Regions from separate parts of the Hordeum vulgare genome. Here all the other regions are linked to region 1. A link is a contact called in public Hi-C data. All regions are on one chromosome and are shown on one strand. The core of a region is the stretch at or near the end of the contact, and the rest is flanking DNA. Distances in the headings are between cores, read along the strand shown. Region 1 holds the start of LOC123448753 (probable arabinosyltransferase ARAD1). Region 2 holds the start of LOC123448752 (RGS1-HXK1-interacting protein 1). Region 3 has its middle 230 kb from the start of LOC123448753.

What was found. Hi-C and Micro-C count contacts between places; a contact is called where the count stands out from the background.
Region 2: a Hi-C map of seedling shows a contact between it and region 1, with 2.7 times the contacts expected there. The contact joins the promoter of LOC123448752 here to the promoter of LOC123448753 in region 1. A contact is called at or near these places in 2 of 6 Hi-C or Micro-C datasets (leaf and seedling).
Region 3: a contact with region 1 is called in a Hi-C map of leaf, with 4 times the contacts expected there. The contact joins the enhancer-like site here to the promoter of LOC123448753 in region 1. A contact is called at or near these places in 3 of 6 Hi-C or Micro-C datasets (leaf and seedling) and 1 of 1 datasets of contacts at active chromatin or transcription factors (embryo).

Annotation. Positions count from the first base shown.
Region 1 is chr4H:407,175,110-407,178,244 of MorexV3_pseudomolecules_assembly, reverse strand. LOC123448753 (probable arabinosyltransferase ARAD1) reads left to right here and starts at 1,843. Exons shown (of 2, transcript XM_045125750.1): 1 at 1,843-2,830. The coding sequence starts at 2,006.
Region 2 is chr4H:406,961,206-406,964,364 of MorexV3_pseudomolecules_assembly, reverse strand. It overlaps LOC123448752 (RGS1-HXK1-interacting protein 1), which reads right to left and starts at 1,762. Exons shown (of 7, transcript XM_045125749.1): 1 at 1,584-1,762; 2 at 1,069-1,135. The coding sequence starts at 1,667.
Region 3 is chr4H:407,404,196-407,407,436 of MorexV3_pseudomolecules_assembly, reverse strand. No RefSeq gene overlaps it. Among protein-coding and RNA genes, the nearest start is that of LOC123448753, 230 kb to the right of the region's middle. Within about 2 kb of position 1,771, at least 3 of the 3 cell types and tissues checked have open chromatin away from gene starts, as enhancers often do. A contact at or near this core is called in leaf and seedling, where this site is marked.

The DNA of each region.
Region 1 (3,135 bases), core at 594-3,093:
ATCCTGTTGTGTAGAAACACACAACATTTCATGATGTTCATCAAGGTTCTTTTGTCCCAAAACTGAGCTGGACCCCGAACTATGGCAAACCTTGCTTGCAAAACACCGAAAGCTCTCTCAATATCTTTGCGGGCTGCCTCTTGTGCCTTGGTGAAATGAGCCTGCTTTCTTATTAAGGGCACTCCATTTTTCTCCTTGATGGACTTCACAAGAGTTGCCCATTCGGGATAGATGCCATCGGTGAGATAGTATCCCATTGAGTACTCATTGTTCATGATTTTGTAGTTGCAAGCTGGAGCATCCCCAGAAATTAATCTTTTGAACAAAGGAGATCTATTGAGGACATTGATATCATTGAGTGTTCCCGGCAACCCAAAGAATGCATGCCAAATCCATGTGTCCTCCGATGCTACGGCCTCAAGCACAATGGTAGCATCACGACTTTTACCGCAGTACATTCCCTGCCATGCCTTTGGGCAATTTTTCTACCTCCAATGCATGCAATCAAGACTACCAAGCATCCCCGGCCATCCCCTTTTTTCATTCATTTCCATTAATCTCTTTGTATCTTCCTCGTTTGATGCCCGAAGATACTGCTCACCATACAACCGGATGACCAACTTGGCAAACCTACGGACGGACTCCGTGGTTGTATCTTCCCCAATGCGAAGATACTCGTCGGTGTAATCCGCGGGTATGCCATAAGCGAGTACCCGCATTGCCTCCGATATCTTTTGATATGCACTAAACCTCATGATACCGGCGGCGGATCTACGACGTTTAAAATAATAGGAGGCGGCCTCACAATCGGTGACAATCTTCACAAACAAACTACGACGCATCCGGTACCTTCTGCGAAAGAGACGAGGAGGATATGTAGGTACCTCCGCGAAGTAGTCTCGCATCAAATGCTCGTGTCCGAGAGCGCGGTTCCGGTAGATGGTGAGTCGCCCCATCTTCGACCCTCTCCTCTGATCCAAAAGCTTCACGCGGTCTTCAAACGCTTGCACGTCGACGAGGAGGCTCATCATATCGACGTCGTCGTCTTGCAACAACTCGTCAATGTCCGAATCGTCGGATGACGACCAATCCAACGAATCCGACAACAGAGTCCATCTACATACCAAGTGGCTACAATTAGTGCCAATGAAGCAAAAATTAAAAACTTAAAAAGTAAAAAAAAATCTCACCGGGGCGGGGCGCGGGTGGGCGGTGTCCGGGGCGGGGCGGGGACGCGGCCGAGGAGCGGAGGGGCGGCGGGGCGGCGGCCGGGGCGCGGTGGGCCGGCGGGGGCGCGGAGGGCGGCGGCCGAGATGCGGAGGGCGGCGGGGCGCGGAGGGGCGGCAGCCGGGGCGCGAAGGAGCGGCGGGGCGGCGGCTGGGGCGCGGGGGGCGGCGGGGCTGCGGCCGGAGCGCGGGGGTCGGCGGCGGCCGATGCGGATTCCTCCCGCGTGGGGGAACCAACTGCCTCCTGTGCGAGGTGGGAAAATGAGTGCGGGTTGGGGGCAGTTTTCCCTCCCAACTCTCACTTCTACAGGCTGGGAAGGGGTTTGAGGGTTGGACCTCTAATTTTTTTTACGGGTTTAAGGTTTTAGGGTTCTAGTTTACGTCGTTTTTCCGATGAAAACTATAAAAAAACGGTTATTTTTAAGGGTTTACAAAGTGAGACCCTTGCACATGTCGTGAGGAATGAGAGTAATTTCGTTGTCTTTGAGGAAAGCGGCAAAAGGGTAGCGACCGCAATGTGGGTGGAAGTGCGTGCGTCCTTGCGTGGATCTGGAAAGAAGCCGTTCCTCGGTTCTTGCCGCACCGCATCCGTCCAAGCGCAACCGTCTCCTTCGACTCGCCCCGGATCCTGGTCCGACCCTATCGATCGAAGCCCCACCCCCGCCCGACGCAGGAGACCGCGGCCGCCACTGACCCATCCCCACATACCACACACGTATCCCCCACCTCCTCAGATCCGAGCGCCATGGCCGCCCACCTCCACCTCCACCCGCATTGCTATGCCTACCGCTAGCGGCTTCATGGCCGCCGCCGCCTCCTGCCGGAACCCGCTCGTCTGGTTCTTCTCCCTCGCCGCCGCGCTCTTCTTCGCCTCCTGGTACCTCCTCCTCGACTCCGCCGCCGCCCCGGCCGCGCTCGATGCCCGCCGCCAGGGGCTCCCCTCCGCCTCTCCTGGCAGGAAATGCGATCCGGACAAGGCGCTGCTGCGCGTCTACATGTACGACCTGCCCCTCGAGTTCCACTTCGGCATGCTCGACTGGGAGCCCGGGAGCGGCGGCGGCCTTTGGCCGGACGTCAGGCACGGCGTGCCGGAGTACCCCGGCGGGCTCAACCTGCAGCACAGCATCGAGTACTGGCTCACGCTGGACCTCCTCGCCTCCGAGCAGGGCGCGCCCACGCCGTGCAACGCCGTCCGGGTGCGCGACCCCGCCAGGGCCGACGTCGTCTTCGTGCCTTTCTTCGCCTCCCTCAGCTTCAACCGCCACTCCAAGGTCGTGCCGCCCGCGCGGACCAGTGAGGACCGGACGCTGCAGCGGAGGCTGATCGAGTTCCTCGCCGCGCGGCCAGAGTGGCGGAGGTCCGGCGGGAGGGACCACGTCGTGCTCGCGCACCACCCCAACGGGATGCTCGACGCGCGCTACAAGCTCTGGCCCTGCGTCTTCGTGCTCTGTGACTTTGGGAGGTACCCACACAGCGTGGCCAACATCGACAAGGACGTCATCGCCCCGTACCAGCATGTCGTCGACGACTTCTTGAATGATTCCACCGGCTACGACGACCGGCCGACCTTGCTCTACTTCCAAGGCGCCATTTACAGGAAAGATGTGAGTACCCTTTGATGAAAGCTTACTAGTTTTAGCTTAAGCAGGGAATTAAAATCGTGGTATGATTGGTCAACTTCCATTTTAATAATGTAGCCATGGTTTAAATTTTTGCTTTGCATGGGTCCTTCTCCTATATAGATTTGAGAATCTTTGCCATGTACTGCTACTATTTAACTGATTTAAGTTTCAGTCAATAGCACGATCCTAAGCTAGCACAACCTCATCTGTAGTCTGTAGTCTGGACACCCTCCGTGGTACTTGATTTGGACTTCAATGATTCTGGCCACGGGGAATATGGTACTAGT
Region 2 (3,159 bases), core at 513-3,012, 210 kb after region 1:
CAAGGAATTAGCAAACCAAGAAAAATCAAACAAGATAGAACCTGATACACCTGGCTTGGCTTGATTTGAACTTGGATCAGCTCAGGTTTGTAATCAGATAAAGATATATGGAAGCACCCCTCAAACGGAAAGGTATTGCATACATATAGTGCATGTGCATAACCTCCGGCACCAAACTATAATCACTGGTAGGATTTAAGAACTTTAATATGGCATGAATACTGCCTATACTCCAATAAATAGGATACAACATCGAAACAATGGAGCCTATTTCTCCGCAGAACTTCTGAAGCCTCCAAAGAAGAGATAATTCTTGTGTTTTCTTGAAAAAAAAGAGATGATTCTTTATTAAAATTGTGATTGGTCTAGGAAATAAGATTAGTTGTATTTCAGTCAAAAAACAAAGAAGAAAACAACTGCAATTGCAACTGAAATGAATGTTCTCTTAAGACTAATCATTAGCCCAGACAACGAATACACATGAGCAAGAATGCATCGAATTAACAGGTTTTGCGACATCAACTCTAAAAGGGAAATATATCCGATGATCTGGCCTGTTAGCTCCTGAATAGTATTTCTCAGGTCAAAATCAGTTTGAACATTTGTGAAGAACTGGATAGATATGTGGTACAAGACAAATGGAAAGAGACTTGGCAGCCTGTCGATGGATCATGTTCTCTGGTTTCAGGGTTTGTGAAACTATATAGTTTTCCTTCACTCCCCAATTCCTATCAATGAGTCCCATTTCTTGTCTATGTGCGTATTCAAAGACATGACATAACCAACTTTGTGTCTTAATTGAAACCACCCATATAAGGTACTGGTTTGAGCAGATAAATTAAGTTGCAACCTATCTTTAGAAACAAATCTCAGATTCTTTCAGAACACTTTAAATATAACCTCTGAACAAGATGAACCCTGCGACAGTTGCACATCCAATTGCCTCAACTTGATGCTCGCTCGCAAGAACCACCGCATCCGAAATAGTAACTAAAATGGAAATAAAACCAAGTATTGATTGCGGAACCATCATAGTGAAATAAATACACCGACTGGGGGGGCTCTTGCCTTTAGCCCTCTCCACAAACACATCCTCATAGGCTTTGTACTGTGACCACAGCCCTGGCGTGAAGCTCTACATATGCAACCAGAAAGAGGGTTAGTGCGGCAGGGGAAAAAAGAAGCTTCAGGAGTAAAGAAAAAAAAATACCATCTCGGTTTAGCCAACAAAAAAGTGTAGCCGATGCGTGTGCAGCTATACAAGCATCGCGTGCAAGGGGAATGGCAGTCAAATATAGAATCGTTCAGGGACGAGATAGCATTCACCAAGCATAGGTTTTCTATCCCCAAAAATGGAATAGGAAGAGCTTAGTACTTTTTGCCATCGAATCGCAACCGAAGAAGAACACAAATTCAAGCACCATCTTAAAGACGGATTCGATTCAGTTATACACGGCGATTCCATACAGCCTGATAACACATCTGAGATGACGAAGGGCACTCAGAAACACGCGAATCCGCCCAAGATTTATTAAAGGCATTGCAAGTTTCTGTATGATTACGGAGCGGGAAGGGGTCGAGACCTGGAGCTTGCGGAGAGGCCAGGAGGAGGCGGAGGCGGCTTCCGCGCCTTGCGCCGGCGTGCGGCCGGTGTCCGACGACGCCATCGACTGGGCTCCTGCAGTTTCTCCGGCGACCGTGCGTTCGCGGATCTCTCGGTCTCTCTCTCTCTCTTTCCTCTTCACCTCCTCTGAACGTTCGTGACGTTCTCTTCCCTTCTTTGGGTAGTGCTATTTTAGGCCCGTTCGATCGTGGGCCGAGAATAGTTCTTTTTTCTTTAACGGTGGGCCGAGAAGAGTTTCAAATGCTGCGTTGGAGCCTTGGACAAAACCAGTCCCGGCCCATAGTCCGGGCAAACGGGGCACCCGCCCTGGGCTCTCGGGAGGCAGGCCCCGATTCAGGTAGCAGCTCGTAGTAGCATAACCTAGTGTAAATACGAAAAAAAAAGTTCAAAGAATAGCCCATCACGCAGAACGCATAAAGAATGGACCAACGACTCCTCTACTCGCCGAAATCACACACTCCTGAGAACGGCGCCGCCACTGACTCCCGTGCCTCTCGCCCTCTCTGCTTCCAAAGTCGCGACGAGCCATTAATGGAAACCTACGTCGTTAAGTCATTCCCTAACTAGCTCTCCTTCCTCGCTCCCCATCGACTCGACTTTGGAGCGCTTCCCATCCAACTGGACTTTGGAGAGACCAAGATGGTATATGTTCTTCTTTCTGCCCAGTAGTATTGTTCCTCAATTGAACGATTGATTGACAAATAGCTCTACATTCTGGCACCTACAATTTCAGATCGCACATCCATCACATGTTCACATGTGCATGTGTATTCTTTTGTTTTTCATTGGATCCAAATGTGAGAGAATGCTCACGAAGGAGATTAGAAGAAGGGAGAAATTTGGTTCACTTCAGGCGTGTCTTATTGTTGGTGCTGACTGTTCCGGTGTATGGATAAGCCACTTACATCCACATGAATCGGTTTTCAGGTGCTTTTGATCCCTGTATTAACATATCTTGAAGAAAGTATTTGTCAAGTAGTAGAATCCCAAAAGGGATCAATTGCTAAGTTTTTCAAAACTAGTAATTCTTCTAGGGAATCTTCGAGTTTTTATCATCATAGTTAGTATAAACATGAAACACTCAGTTTGCTTTACTATGCCTTATGCAGGATAGTTATTATTTGGGTAAAGAATTTTGGAGTGGAGAACATGGCAGATTAGGGATGATCTAGAGACAATTGTAAGTTCATCCATTAATTTTATATCTCATGGTAGCACGAAATTTTTAAGTTGCAACCAGTTTTGACGAGGCTATTTGTTTTTAAAAAAAGAAAAAAGAAGATGTGTCCGCTGACAATTAGGAAATTGATATTTTTCTGGAGCTATGTTGTTTCATTACTATCACGATATGGTCTTCTTGATCGATAAATAGTTGTACTCTCACTCTTAGAGTAGAAAGATCAATAATTTATGCTATGTACTGCATATTTATTTTGGTTTTCAAAAACAATTGAGATTTTGTTTGTCAAAGGGCCCCATGTTCTTGTATTGCCCTGGACCCCGTATATTTGTAGGTCGGCCCTGGACAAAACATA
Region 3 (3,241 bases), core at 522-3,021, 230 kb before region 1:
TTAAGTCGACTCAAAGAGGCAGCTTGAGAATCTCCATACTTGATTGGGACATAAGTCGGCATAGGGTTGATGGTGAATAATGGACTTTTGACCCGTGCTTAATTTTCAGGTAGTCCGGCTCTCGTGGTTCCGCCAGGACCACTTTCCTTTTCCTTTGTTGCTTGCTTTGAATTGCCGGTTCAATAATGGCCGTCTCAAATTGTAGCTCCATGAGGGATGTTTCCGTGTCAAACTCTCATGTTGCTTTTGATATGCTTTGCTCCAATGTTGTTGGGGGAGACGGATCGCATAGGCGGCTTGCATGCGTCTGTTAGACAGCTCATCCACGCGAGCACTGCACCGATATGTTGATGTCATCTGGACCGCGAGGGCGGCGTCTTGCATCCGTCTGTTGGCCGACTCGTACGCGCGAGCACTGCACCGAAGGGTTGATGTCGTCCGGACCGCAAGGGCGGCGTCTTGCATCCGTGTGTGTTGCGCGGACTTGAGAGTTGGTCGCGTCTTTGTAAGCCACCGCGGATAGTGAGTCGCCCGTGGCATTAATTTGACACAAGCTTCGTACTCGCAATATAGAGCCGTCTTTGTAATGAGTAATTGTACTAAAATACTGTAGGCTAGAGTGATTGTTCTCGGAGAAAATATATATATAATGGAAAATAGGTAGGATAAATATCATGTGATATTTTTGTCGGATGAATGCGGACACCGATGCTGAACGTAATCGGACGATGGCGTAGTTGTACTTTCGACATAATATCTTCACTCACATGGGCGTTCCTTTGTATTTTATCCTCATTTTCTTTTCAACCTTCCGAGGCCCAGCTACTACTCCTTTTTTATGATCTCCATGTTTGCAGAGGGACTGCATGTGGACTTGACTTTTCTTTCCGTGGCATAACGCATGCATGCATAGCTCCCTGATGTGTAGACTGTGGCCTTGGGAGTTTGCATATCGGTTTTGCAACTTGCGATGGCTGGCATGCTTCTTCCATTTGTATTAGACTGACCGATGAAGTAGCCTGTAGGGTGTTGCACTGCGCGGCATGATCATGGCCTGGACGTCTCCTTTTTTTCTTGGGCAAAGGATTCTTCTTCATTCCTTTTTCTCATGGAGCATCGGTTGGCTGATTTGCATTTGTACGTGTGTATTGCTTTCGGCTTTAGTTTCTCCTTAACTGTTCCGGACGTAGGTGCCGCCGACGCGATGAAGCTCCTATGGCCCAAGCACTTGGTCCCTCCAGTAGCTGCGTTAGTAAATGCAGAACAGTAGAAGCGAGTCGGCTCAGACAGAGCAGACCGGCGTTGACGCGGGCAAGCGGAGCAAGGCACACTGGCGGGGCGCGACAACGACTAGCGATGTGGAGCTGCGTGGATGGAGTCAGCGCAGCAAGGCGAGGCCTCGATGGTAGAGGCGAAGTGAGCAGCCACGGTGGAGGCAAGTGCGGACGGCAGCCGGTGCGAGGTGTGGCCGATGCGGCGGCTCGTGGCGCAGCGGCAAGGCGAGGAAGAGCCGACGTGGCGGGTTGCAGCGCAGCGACAAGGTGAAGTGGAAGCAACATGTCTGGAGAGAAGGCGAGGCCATGGCGGCTCAGGCGCAGCTGCAGAGGTCATGGCGGCGGCGGCTGGCGTAGTGAGGCCAAACGAGGCGGAGCGCGGCTGGGGTGGCTCTGAGGCCGAAACTGCAACGACGACTTGGTCGTGACAGAGGCGAAGCAGGGCCGGGCGGCTCGTTGGAGCAAGGGCGGCTCGGACCCGCACAGACGAGGCGAGCCCTGCAGTGACGCAAAGGACACGGTGGCGCGAGACCGAGCCCACTTTCGGGTCGGGGTGGTTTGGTGAACGAGCCTCCGTTTCTTCTCCTGGTCGTGGCCTGCTTGCACGGGTGGTGAGTAGACGGTGACCGGGTCTGTATTGATGTCAATCTCTAGGAAATCATGACCCCCTTTGTTTTTTCTTGGTTCCCTGGTCCGATTTGGCTTCGCCGCTGATGACGGCTGATCTGAATATCTCTTGACTTCGAATCTGGATCGCAAGTCGTGTGCGGTGCCGCACACCATGAGACCCTAACTTTTCTTTGAATTTCAACCTCGTATATATTGTTTCGATTCATCTCGCCGGAGATAATGTTGATCCTTCCGCCCGAGCCCTTTCATATGAAACCATCAAAAGCACGATTGTTCCGTGCCGGCTTTTTTTTATCTGATCTATCGCGAGTTTCTTGATCCCAAAAATTTTTCCTTCAAAAACACAATTTCATCGTGTCATCAACCCCACGGTGGACGCCAAATGTCGTGGTTTTGTCACGGCATATGTCCTCGTGTAATGACTTAGGTGTGGAGCCATCGCAACTATGTGGCGGCTTGAGAGAGGTTGGTCGGAATCGAAAGACGCGAGTTTACCCAAGTTCGGCCCCTCCGATGGAAGTAAAAGCCTACGTCCTGCTTGTGTTTCATTGATGAATATGATGATATCGATTACAAGGGTGCAGACTCACCACCTCTAATCTCGTGGGTGTCTAATCTGTCTATCTCATGATTTGTCTTGTCGAGACCGAAATTGTGAATCTTGTCCCTCTTGGGGCGCCTTACCCCTCCTTATATAAGTGGAAGGGGTAGGTTTACATGTAGAGTCCTACTAGGAGTAGGAATATGACTAGTCTCTCTTGAATCCTAATCCGGGTCTTGATTCCTTTGTGAGGGAGTTTCTCCTCTCCTTGGGCCTTCTCTTGTGAACCGGCCCTCCTAGCCTCTCTATGAGCCGCCTTATGCCAGGGTGTACGCCGGGCCTTGGGACTTCGTCATTTATCTGAGTCTCTTGTGGGGTCAAGTATGAATCGCCCGCCAGGTCGCTGGTGAGTCGCCGGTGAGTCGCCAAGTCCTTGGCGGGTCATACTTCAAGCCGGGTTACACTGTGGGGTATATCCTCGACACTTCTGGTACCTCAAGCCAAGGCGCAGCCCTCTCTCCCTCCACCACTTCGTGACACCCCGTAGCTAGTTCGGTACTGTACGGCGAAGCCCTGCCGGAGTAACTCCACCACCATCGCCGCCATGTCGTCGTGCTGTCGGAGAATTCAGCTACCTCTTCGTCTCTCTTGATGGATCAAGAAGGCTGAGATCATCATCAAGTTGTACATGTGCTGAACGCGGAGGTGCCGTCTATTCGGCACTAGATTGCGGGACGGATCGTGATGAGATCGCGGGACGGGCTGTGATTTGGACCGCGAAGATGTTCCACTACAT